Linked DNA regions of Gossypium arboreum: all the other regions are linked to region 2. The links are chromatin contacts, called in public Hi-C maps. All regions are on one chromosome and are shown on one strand. The core of a region is the stretch at or near the end of the contact, and the rest is flanking DNA. Distances in the headings are between cores, read along the strand shown. Region 1 holds the start of LOC108461933 (protein DETOXIFICATION 19-like). Region 2 holds the start of LOC108463309 (protein DETOXIFICATION 18-like). Region 3 holds the start of LOC108464422.

Evidence for each region. Hi-C and Micro-C count contacts between places; a contact is called where the count stands out from the background.
Region 1: a contact with region 2 is called in a Hi-C map of leaf, with 2.2 times the contacts expected there. The contact joins the promoter of LOC108461933 here to the promoter of LOC108463309 in region 2. A contact is called at or near these places in 2 of 5 Hi-C or Micro-C datasets (both in leaf).
Region 3: a Hi-C map of leaf shows a contact between it and region 2, with 3 times the contacts expected there. The contact joins the promoter of LOC108464422 here to the promoter of LOC108463309 in region 2. A contact is called at or near these places in 2 of 5 Hi-C or Micro-C datasets (both in leaf).

Annotation. Positions count from the first base shown.
Region 1 is chr13:113,437,518-113,440,734 of ASM2569848v2, forward strand. It overlaps LOC108461933 (protein DETOXIFICATION 19-like), which reads right to left and starts at 1,453. Exons shown (of 7, transcript XM_017761921.2): 1 at 1,014-1,453. The coding sequence starts at 1,292.
Region 2 is chr13:113,586,371-113,589,608 of ASM2569848v2, forward strand. LOC108463309 (protein DETOXIFICATION 18-like) reads right to left here and starts at 1,433. Exons shown (of 7, transcript XM_017763258.2): 1 at 1,036-1,433; 2 at 424-968; 3 at 256-342; 4 at 100-156. The coding sequence starts at 1,293.
Region 3 is chr13:113,722,889-113,726,089 of ASM2569848v2, forward strand. It overlaps LOC108464422, which reads left to right and starts at 1,484. Exons shown (of 21, transcript XM_017764716.2): 1 at 1,484-1,770; 2 at 2,183-2,419; 3 at 3,032-3,088. The coding sequence starts at 2,325. It also overlaps the pseudogene LOC128286843.

The DNA of each region.
Region 1 (3,217 bases), core at 203-2,702, 150 kb before region 2:
ACAAAATTTTCTGAAATCAGGCCTTGGTCTGGCCGGCCCATCAACATCTCAACATTCCCTAGTTTGAAGGTGGTGTAGGAATGAAACGTTTGGATAATTGATATATAGCTTGTATCATTCAAGTGATTAGAAGCATATTGGCAAGTCTAAGGCTCTTTATGGATAGCCTGGTTGAAGGATTACACGCTAAAAAATCCATATTTTTGCAAGTTTCACTGAGAAGAAATTCTAGCTAGAGCTGGAGGAAGATTCTAAAACTCGGAAGAAGCTGCATCTGTGTTGGCTAACTTGGATGTCAGTAACAATAAACTAACTATTTCTGCAATTTGGAATGAAACTAGAGAAAAGGAGAGGAAAGTCGGATGATTTGGTTTCCACTTCATATACCAAAACATTCCTTTCTAATTTGAACGTTTGTCCTTCCAACAAAAGATAAGACTTACTGGAAGGGGGATGAGCATTGAGAGTTATTGTTCGCTATGTCAAGGGAACTAGGAAACAAGAGATCGTCCTTTTGTAAATTGTATGTTTGTTAGTGTCTTACGACCTAGGAGAAGCTGGGGGATGGAATCAGGAGATTCATTGACTTTGCACAAGACTTAAAGGCAAAGCTCTTGTTGTTTATATTTGAAGTTAGCATGGAATTCTTTCATTTACTTGGTCTGGCGAGAAAGAAATAGAAGACAGTTTCAAAGGTAACGTTTGAGTATTGGTGAGCAGGATATTGTAGGTTTAAGGCTTTCTTGGATAAATAAAAACTTACCAAAAAAGAAAGAAAGAAAGAAGAAGCTATAATCAATGAGACCCAATCTTTTATTTTCTTCTATAACCCTTCCCAACAAATTTCTTCACCTAACAGTCAAGACAACAGTAATCATAAAGCTATAACCCAGTATACCAGTCTATAAATGTGAGGATACAATAAGCTTTTAAAGAGCTTTATTTTCTCCAAATAAGACGGAGTCATGACCTATGGTGTTATAAAGATGGGATGAGAGTAAATATAGAGTTACCATGAAAGCGTAGCCAGTGACATTGGCCCATGAATTGGCAAGTGTAGCACCAGCAAGGTCAAGCTCTCCAAGGTGACCAGCAAACATGACAGAAACCAAAGCAATGGCATAGTAAAAGACATTGGTAAGGATCATGGGCAGTGAAAATAAGATTTGAGTCTTCGCTTCTTCTACATCTAAAACATTCCTCAAACACCTTGTTTCTGTACTTTGGTCTTGTCTTTGGGAAGCTTGACTCAAGAGAGCTGTAGTATCTAAGCTTGAGTTTGATGGCTCCATAACTCAGATTTTCTTGGGATGAACTTTTTTCGTTTTGAAGGATTATTGGGATATTCTTGTTCGTTATTATTGCTTACCAATTTGGCATTTTTCAATCTCTTGAAAAAGAAAGAAAAAGAAATTGGAATGACGGATGGGATTCTTTATGTGGTAAGTCTGGTAGATGGAAATTGATTGGTCGTATTCAACGCAAAAACAAATATATGGTTGCAATTATACACAACTTTTTTTCGCATATGTTCTTATTTTGGATATACCAACAAAAGTTTGACTATTTGTTATTTAAATAGAAGGAAAGGATGAGGAGAGATTAAATCTTTCTTAATTAATTTATAGATTAAAGTTAAATCATTGCTATTCCTATTGCTATTTAACTGCTATAAGATCCACAATTCTCTGAACTTAGGCTTTTGTTGTTCACATAAAAACATTCTCTCCATAGAATAAATGTAAAATAACTAGAAATAATCGAAATCAAAACTATTTTTAATGATAATGACTAAAATATAAGTTTTTTCAGTACCAAAAATAAAAACTTGTAAAGTTAAATGAGTAACCATGAAATTTTTTCTTTGTTATGAAAGTTGAAATATTGAGATTTTATGGGGACTACTGCAGATGTGGATGGATCGGGGCAGGAACACTCAATTGGCAACTAAAATAGACAGGCTGGAGCCACACTTCCTCTTAAACGCTCTCAGGCTTTGATCTATGTGCCCCTAGAAGGAAGGAAATTTTACAGATTTATCTTTCAAGATATGATTGAACCCCAGTTTTTAAACGTGGTACACATGCTATATCATTAGTTGATTAATTTTGAAACATCAATACATACATTGAAATTTAAACATTACTAAAAGTATATAAAAATTATAAAAAAAAGAGTAAACTATACCATGGTTTGCTTTTTTTTTTTCGGAATTGGTTCAAATTTTTTTATTAATTACGAAAATAATTCACTTGTAAAATTATGTCTGAGAATAAGCCATTTGCTATAGTAAATTTTTATGTCATCGTTGCTATTGACGGCACGACCTCTAATAAATATTTAATTATTGGTCAATTTTAAAAATAATAATTTCTTTGGGTGTTGTTGTTGCCATTGGCTGTACTAGTAAAAATAAGTGTACATGTCATGCTAGAATACTCATATTCTAAGAAAAAAGAAAAAAAATATTAATAGAAAGCATGTTAGATTTTTTTTGGTGGTGTTGTTCTCTTTGACAATGTCGGTGCTTTTTTTAAAAAATAATTTTTAATAGGCGTTGCCGGCCTCTATGACAGCTCTGAGAAATTCTAAAAACATTGTAATTCATTTTTTAAAACGAAGACTTAGATTTAGAGCAACAAAAAAATAAAATGAAACCTTAATGAGAAAAAAGAAGGAAAAAAATGATATGTATATATTTGGCTTAAAAGTAGAAGCTCCAATAGTGAGAAAAATGAGAAAGAAAATTGAAAAACTTTTAAGAAAAATAAAAAATTATGGGGGAGAATGAAGAAAAGTTGAAATAATAAATAAAAGTTTTCTAATTTTCTTTCTCACCTTTCTCACTATTGGAGCTTCTCTTTTTAGCCAGGTTTATATAATTTTTTCTTCTTCTTTTTCTTCATACTTCTTCACTTGAAGATGAAGGTATCAAGTTTTTCGTTGCACAAGGTCCAGATCTTCATTTTACAGAATGGATAACAATTTTTTTTTAATTTCCCTGATGCCGCTATAGAGGCGAGCGACACCCATTAAAAAAATCAATTAAAAAAAACACATTTGTGCCGCCAAAGAGAACGACAATACCTATTAAAAATATTATTTTTAATAAAAACACCAGTGCCTCTAATGCAAACGGCAACACTTGTTAAAATATAATTTTTTTTCTTTTTCCCTCATAATACGAGTATTTAGCATGACATGTATTTTTATTGGT
Region 2 (3,238 bases), core at 183-2,682:
GACTAAAAACAAAATTCAACCAGTTAAATATAATTATGTGAGGTATATATTTCTATCCAAATTCGAATAACAGAGATGAAAATTGGTGAAAAAGCTAACCTTCCAGCAGCACTAAGGCCGTATGTGATCATGTAGGCAATGTTTTCTGTATTCACACTGGAGGAGATGATACAAAAACAAAACTAAAGCTCGGTAAAAATGGATAAGAAAATATATGATTAAAAAAAAAAAAAAAAGAGAGAAGAAAAATGCTACCATATTGCAATCAATGAAGTTGTTATTTTTGAATTCGGCATCAGACCAGCTAAGAACACAAGAATCTCAAATGCCCAGAACTCCAAACTAGCACAACATATGATCAATAGTAGTGTTAAACTCATACTAATAGTTTTAAGGAAAATGAAGGGTTAAATAAATACTCACCAAACCATTGCCACAGATGGAAGGGCTAATTTGGAGTTCCGTATGATATAACGAAATGATTCTAAAGAGAATCCGGTCCATGTGTTCTGAAATTTGTTGGCGAAAAGAACATATAGAGCTAATAAAAGAAATGATATCCATATTGAAATTGAAGCCGCCATAGGAGCACCTTTGTAAGCAACACTTGTCCTGTTTACCAAACCGTAAACAATCCCGAAATGCATAACCAAAGGAACGGCAGAAAACACGACCAAAGGTATAACAACGCTTTGTGTCTGAAGAAACCTCAATATGTTTTGCAGAAAACCATAAGCAAATAAACCAGGAATCAAGTACTTGATGTAAACAGCAGCAGCTCTCGAGATTTCAGGATCTTGATGAAGCAAAACAAGGATTGGCTCAGTGAAGGACCATAAAACCGATATGATAATCGAGAAAAAGAAGGAAATAATGCAAGAAGCTTGAAGGTAAATCCCCAACATTTTGTACATTTTTGCAGCAAATCCTTGACCACAAAGGGTCTCCAATGCTCCACTTAAGCCTGTCTGATTTCACAAAAATTTTGAGACGAGAACATGAAAAAGCAGATTAAGATTTAAACTAAGAGTTTACCATGAAAGCAAAACCAGTAACAGTGGCCCACGAATTGGCAAGTGTTGAACCAGCAAGCTCGACCTCACCAAGGTGGCCAGCAAACATGACAGAAACCATAGTAATTGAGAAGTAAAAAACATTGGATAACACCATTGGCACTGCAAACATTATTTGAGTCTTAGCCTCTCCTAAATCCACGACTTTTTTCCAACACCCTCCATTGGTTCCTTCTGGTCTACAGCCATTAGCACCCTCTACATTCAATGGACTTGCCATTATTGTAGATTTAAATGGAAAGCTTATCTCGCTTCTCAGAGATGGTGTTCATTACATACTGTATTATAGCACATCCAATGTTGCGAGTTTTACATTTTGGTCCTTATAGATTGTTTTAACCTTTTTTTTTTTTATTCTAATAAAACTTCTCCTTAATTAATTTCTTTTCTTTTTATTTTTGTTCTTCAGTGTTTTATCAAGTTTTAGATTAATTTTTATTAGATGTTTAAATAATGAGACACAAAATTGTAAAAATTTTCACATTGATATGCATTATTTTTCAGTTTAAGAAATAAATTTAATCGTCTTATTAACATAAAGTAAAAAGAATATATTAATTTAATATTATATAACATACAATTAAAAATCGATATAATTTATAATTACTGTAATAAATCTATTGAAAAATAAATTAATTTAATGAATTGAATGATTGATTAAATTTAAACCATGCACACAATTCGATAGCTAAATACTCAAATTTATTTTGTACTGATGTAAGGTAAGATAATTTATGGTGGCTTCAAATTACAATATTGTTTTGGTTGCCTGCGTCTCAACTTTGACTCTTTGACCCTTCGGGATTTGTGAGACCAAACCTTTTTATATATTTTAAAACATAAGTATTTATTGAAAGCCGCCACCGTTTCCTCAATCAACAAAGCAGATAAGTTTTCTATAATAATTTAACATTGAGTTGATTATTGCAAATTAAAATATTATTTAAATTTTTATAAATTTTTACATTTAAAATTTAGTTTTTTAAGAATTTAATATCTTTAAATATAAAAATCAGTTCTTTTATCATTATAAAATTTTATATTAAATTTTCCAATGTCATTTTGAAGTTAAAAGGTATTCATATAATACTTATAAAAAAAATATTTTCAGAATATTTTTTTAAAACATCTATTCAAATTTGTAATAAACTTAATAGTTTTTTATATTAAGTGATCAACAATTTTTTTAAAATATTATATTAAGTAAAAATTAAAATAATTATAAAATACATTAAAATATTAAATGATGAAAGGTTGAAGAGTAATTTGGACACATTTACAAATCGAGGGAGTAAATGTTAAAATAAATGTAGATATAATATAAATAACAAGTAGTGGAGTGAGTAGTTTGAAAGAGAATGCATCCAAAGTCAAAGTAGAATACCAAATTAATTTCCTCTCTCCAATTGATCTTTCATAAAGAAAGGAGGATTAGATTTTCTAAATTTAAAATTTGTATTTCATAAAGCAATCGATTTTTTTTTTTAAAAAAATTATCAAAATTAATTTTTAAAAAAATGGGATCCGACCCGAACCGGTGGAAAGAAGCCTGTAACCGGCCCAACTTTGGTGTCTTAGAAAGGATTTTAGCCCATAACTTTGGGCTTGGGTAAATCTCACTTTTCTATTTTAAAACCAATTAACTTGAGTTCACGCAGTTTTTACGTACTTTGCTCTCTACTCATGAAATTAATTTTAAATAAATTTTAAGTGTATAACACAACATCTCGATTTAATATCAATCATGAGGGTGAAATTTTATTAATTTTTATTACAAATGAGATGTGTTTTTAAATTGAGCAAAATAAAATTTGACAGGTATTTTGTTTTAAATAAATTATGATTTACTTTAAATATGTACGAATAAATAATTTTTTATTTTATGGGATCGCATTTAATTACTAAAATTAAATTTATATTTTTAAAAATTATATGATATATATTTAATAAGATATCAATTTTAGACGTCCATATAACTGATTCTCAAATCTATTTTTTTTCTATATTTTAGTGTAGACCTAAAATTGTTATTTTTTAGATTTTAACATTGACTTAAAATTATCTTTTCTAATAAATTTTAAAATATGATTTTATAAGTGGCAGTTTGTGTCCTAGGGCTAAAATTGATAATTAAAATTAATGAGGACTTTTTGTTTTTTCAATAA
Region 3 (3,201 bases), core at 234-2,733, 140 kb after region 2:
CATTAAAATTAACCAAGTACAATTTATAATTAAAATAGGTAATTCAAATTATTGATGGTGAGAGATGAATAAACCTACCCACTTTGGAATGATTTAAGTCATGAAATTTGGGAATATCCCACACACTATCCAAGATTATTACAACACCAAGGTCTCCATGTGCATGGTTAAGCTTGAGTTGGCAAAATAACTTGATGATTTACACCACCAAAAACTCATCCCAATCACCCAACAAGGGGACCATATCTTTCCAAGCTGTCCCCTATACACCTCAAACACATGGTTCTCGCACATCCGATCATTTTAAACACGAAATAATCATATAAACATGTAAAAATCTATATAATACTGATTATAATTATCTCAACTTCCTTCCTTAATATAAATACTAGTACACAAGCTTACTTATATCAACATTCCAAACTCCCACACAAGATACATTGTAATCAAAATCTCCCACGGAAAATCGGAGGAAAAGGTTAAGCTCTGGTGATCAAGATTCCGATTTCGAATTCGGGTGCTATACCTGCCGCCCGGATTCACCCTCTTTAGATCCATATAAAACCTCACCAGCCGATCATCTTTTCTTCAATGGCCGACTCTTGCCACACGCCTTTCCTTTACAGCTTTCTCCAACAACAACAACAACAACAACAATGGGTTCAGCCGAAAATGGTTCTCGACCTACAAGCCGAACAAGCAGCATCAACAGCAAGCATTCATTGATGTCTTCGAGAAGCAACAGTAGCAACAGCAGAAGCAGTACTTGCAGCAGTGCAAGAACAAGCTCGAGTGACAGTTCGGAGAGGAGATTATTGTACCATAGAAGAATCCGAGGATGTGAAAACACAGCAAGCAAGCTTGCAAGTGGTCAGTTGTATGGGGATCCCCACAGATGGCAGTATATAACAGCAGTGCCTGTTCTGAAACGTGAGGTTTCCAGGAGGAAAATACTGAAGCTAAGAAACAAGGTGATCATCAACAAAAGTGTGTTTCTAGAGGAAGATCAAGGGGTTGCCTGAGATTTTTCAGGTTATTTTTGTTGGCCTGTAGGGAATGCCATGCCTTGGAACCTTCCAGGAAACAAAGGTGTGGGGCAAGGAAATTTGACTAGTGTTGTTCGATAATTCATGATTAATTAATCCATGTAGATTATTCAACCTTTTTTTCCCTGAATATATTCTTGTTTGAGTTTGTGTTGATTTTGTCCTTTCAACGTCATTTGTTTGGAATTTTGGCACAAAATTCCTTGTAAACAGAAAATAAAAAATCAGAAAGAAAAAAAAACCATTGAAGATATATATATCATTTCCATGATTTTGGTATTATTACATTATTAGATTTCAAATATTCGGTTTAATTTTTAATATTTTTAAAGAATTTTATAAAAATATATCTTATATCAATATTTGATTTACAAATTTAATACACCAATAAATATTTTAATTTGGTCTGTGAAAATTTCAATAATATAGATAACAAAGGCCCATTTGGATCATGGCCTTGCTGAGCCATGTTTTTACCTTAATACGCTGCCCGTTTAACGTTTATCTTACAAATCTCCTTCTAAAAGGCGCGTTTTAAGTCATCGCGAAATTAAAATTTTCCCGAAAAAAAAACCTCGAGAAAAACTCCATATTAACAAACAAAACTTTTATTTTTCTTATTCCTCGATTTTCTTTCAAAGCTCTTAAACACCCACGCTATTGACAGAAACAGAGATAGAACTATCGTAACAACGAAAGAGAAAGATCTGCAAAAACCCAACAGGTAAAATAAAAGGAAAACATCTTTCGAACAAAAAGAAATAATCTTATGAAATTGAAAAAAAAAAACATGTTGTTTTTGTTGGGATATTGTAGTTTCAGTATTAAAGGATATTGAAATTTGTCGCTGTTAAATTTGGTTTTAAGAATTCTTGTTTTTTTTTTTTTTTAGCATATCAATTTTAGCTTATCCTTTCTTTCGCGTAACAGAAGTGGAATTCTTTTTTTTTTTTCTTTTGGTGTCTCTTTATATGTTCTTTGCTTTCAGTGTGAGAGCTTATACATCTGCTTTTAATTAGATTTTTAGATCTTGAAATGTGGGAATCTTTTAGGATATGTTTTTGCATTTTGTTATTTGTAGGTGTTAGTTTTTATTTGAGAATATTAATGGTTTTGGTTTTATATTTCTGTTTCAGGGATTGGGTTTTTGATAATGGTTTTGCCTATTTAGAAGTGGGTATTGAATTGTAATTGAAGAATGGGTGGAATGTGAATGTTTTGAGGGGTTGATTTTGGGGTGGCTTTGATCTTTGGTGTCCAAGGAGTTTGTACGTAGAAATGGCTGATATAGAAGGTTTACAACCAGCAGCGGGGTATAGATTTAGTCAGGTGGAGTTGATTGGCAGGGGAGCCTTTGGTGACGTCTATAAAGTGTAAGCCTGTTATTTTGATTTATTTCCCAATCACATTGCTTGAGTTTATTTGCATTGTTTATTTACATTTTGTTGTAAGAAAAGAACTTAAATCTAATGTGAGTATTACTTGTGATTGAATATTTACGTTGCACATTGTAGAAATCTTTTTCCGGTGTTTAATTTAGAGTTGCTTCATGTTTGTGGGATTAGATTATTGATAATAATGCTTTATTGAATTGAAATCTTATCCTGTCTTAAGTAGAAAGTATACCATTTACCTAAAACTTGAACTAGTGTGTATATATATATGGACAAAAATATCTTCCTAACGGATGGGGAAAAAGGAGCTTAAAGGGCTGTTGGGTGAAGATTGACTAAGCACTAACTTGGCAACACCTAACAACCTTATGAGCATTATAATTACTTTGTTTTGTTATGTTTGTTGTTAGCTTCTTTGATTTTGCTAAGTTTTGACCATTATGATTATCTTGAGATAGGCACATTATTTGGTATGTGCTAATAATAGAAGTGGCTTCAAAAATGACTGTTGCAAAAAGATGTGGTTGTTTAAATCATGAGCCATGGTTAATGAAAATGAGATGGATAACTGATGCTTTTCTTGATTTGCAGGTTTGATAAGGAATTGAAAAAGGAAGTTGCTATCAAAGTTATTGATTTAGAGGAATCGTAAGTTGGTAACTTTGTTAAATTGTATTTGGTTTGTTCTTATTTCAACAGTCAAAAGGCTGGTGCTTGCTCTGAGCAAGAAAGTCTTGTATGCTATCTCTTGTTTAGTGTTT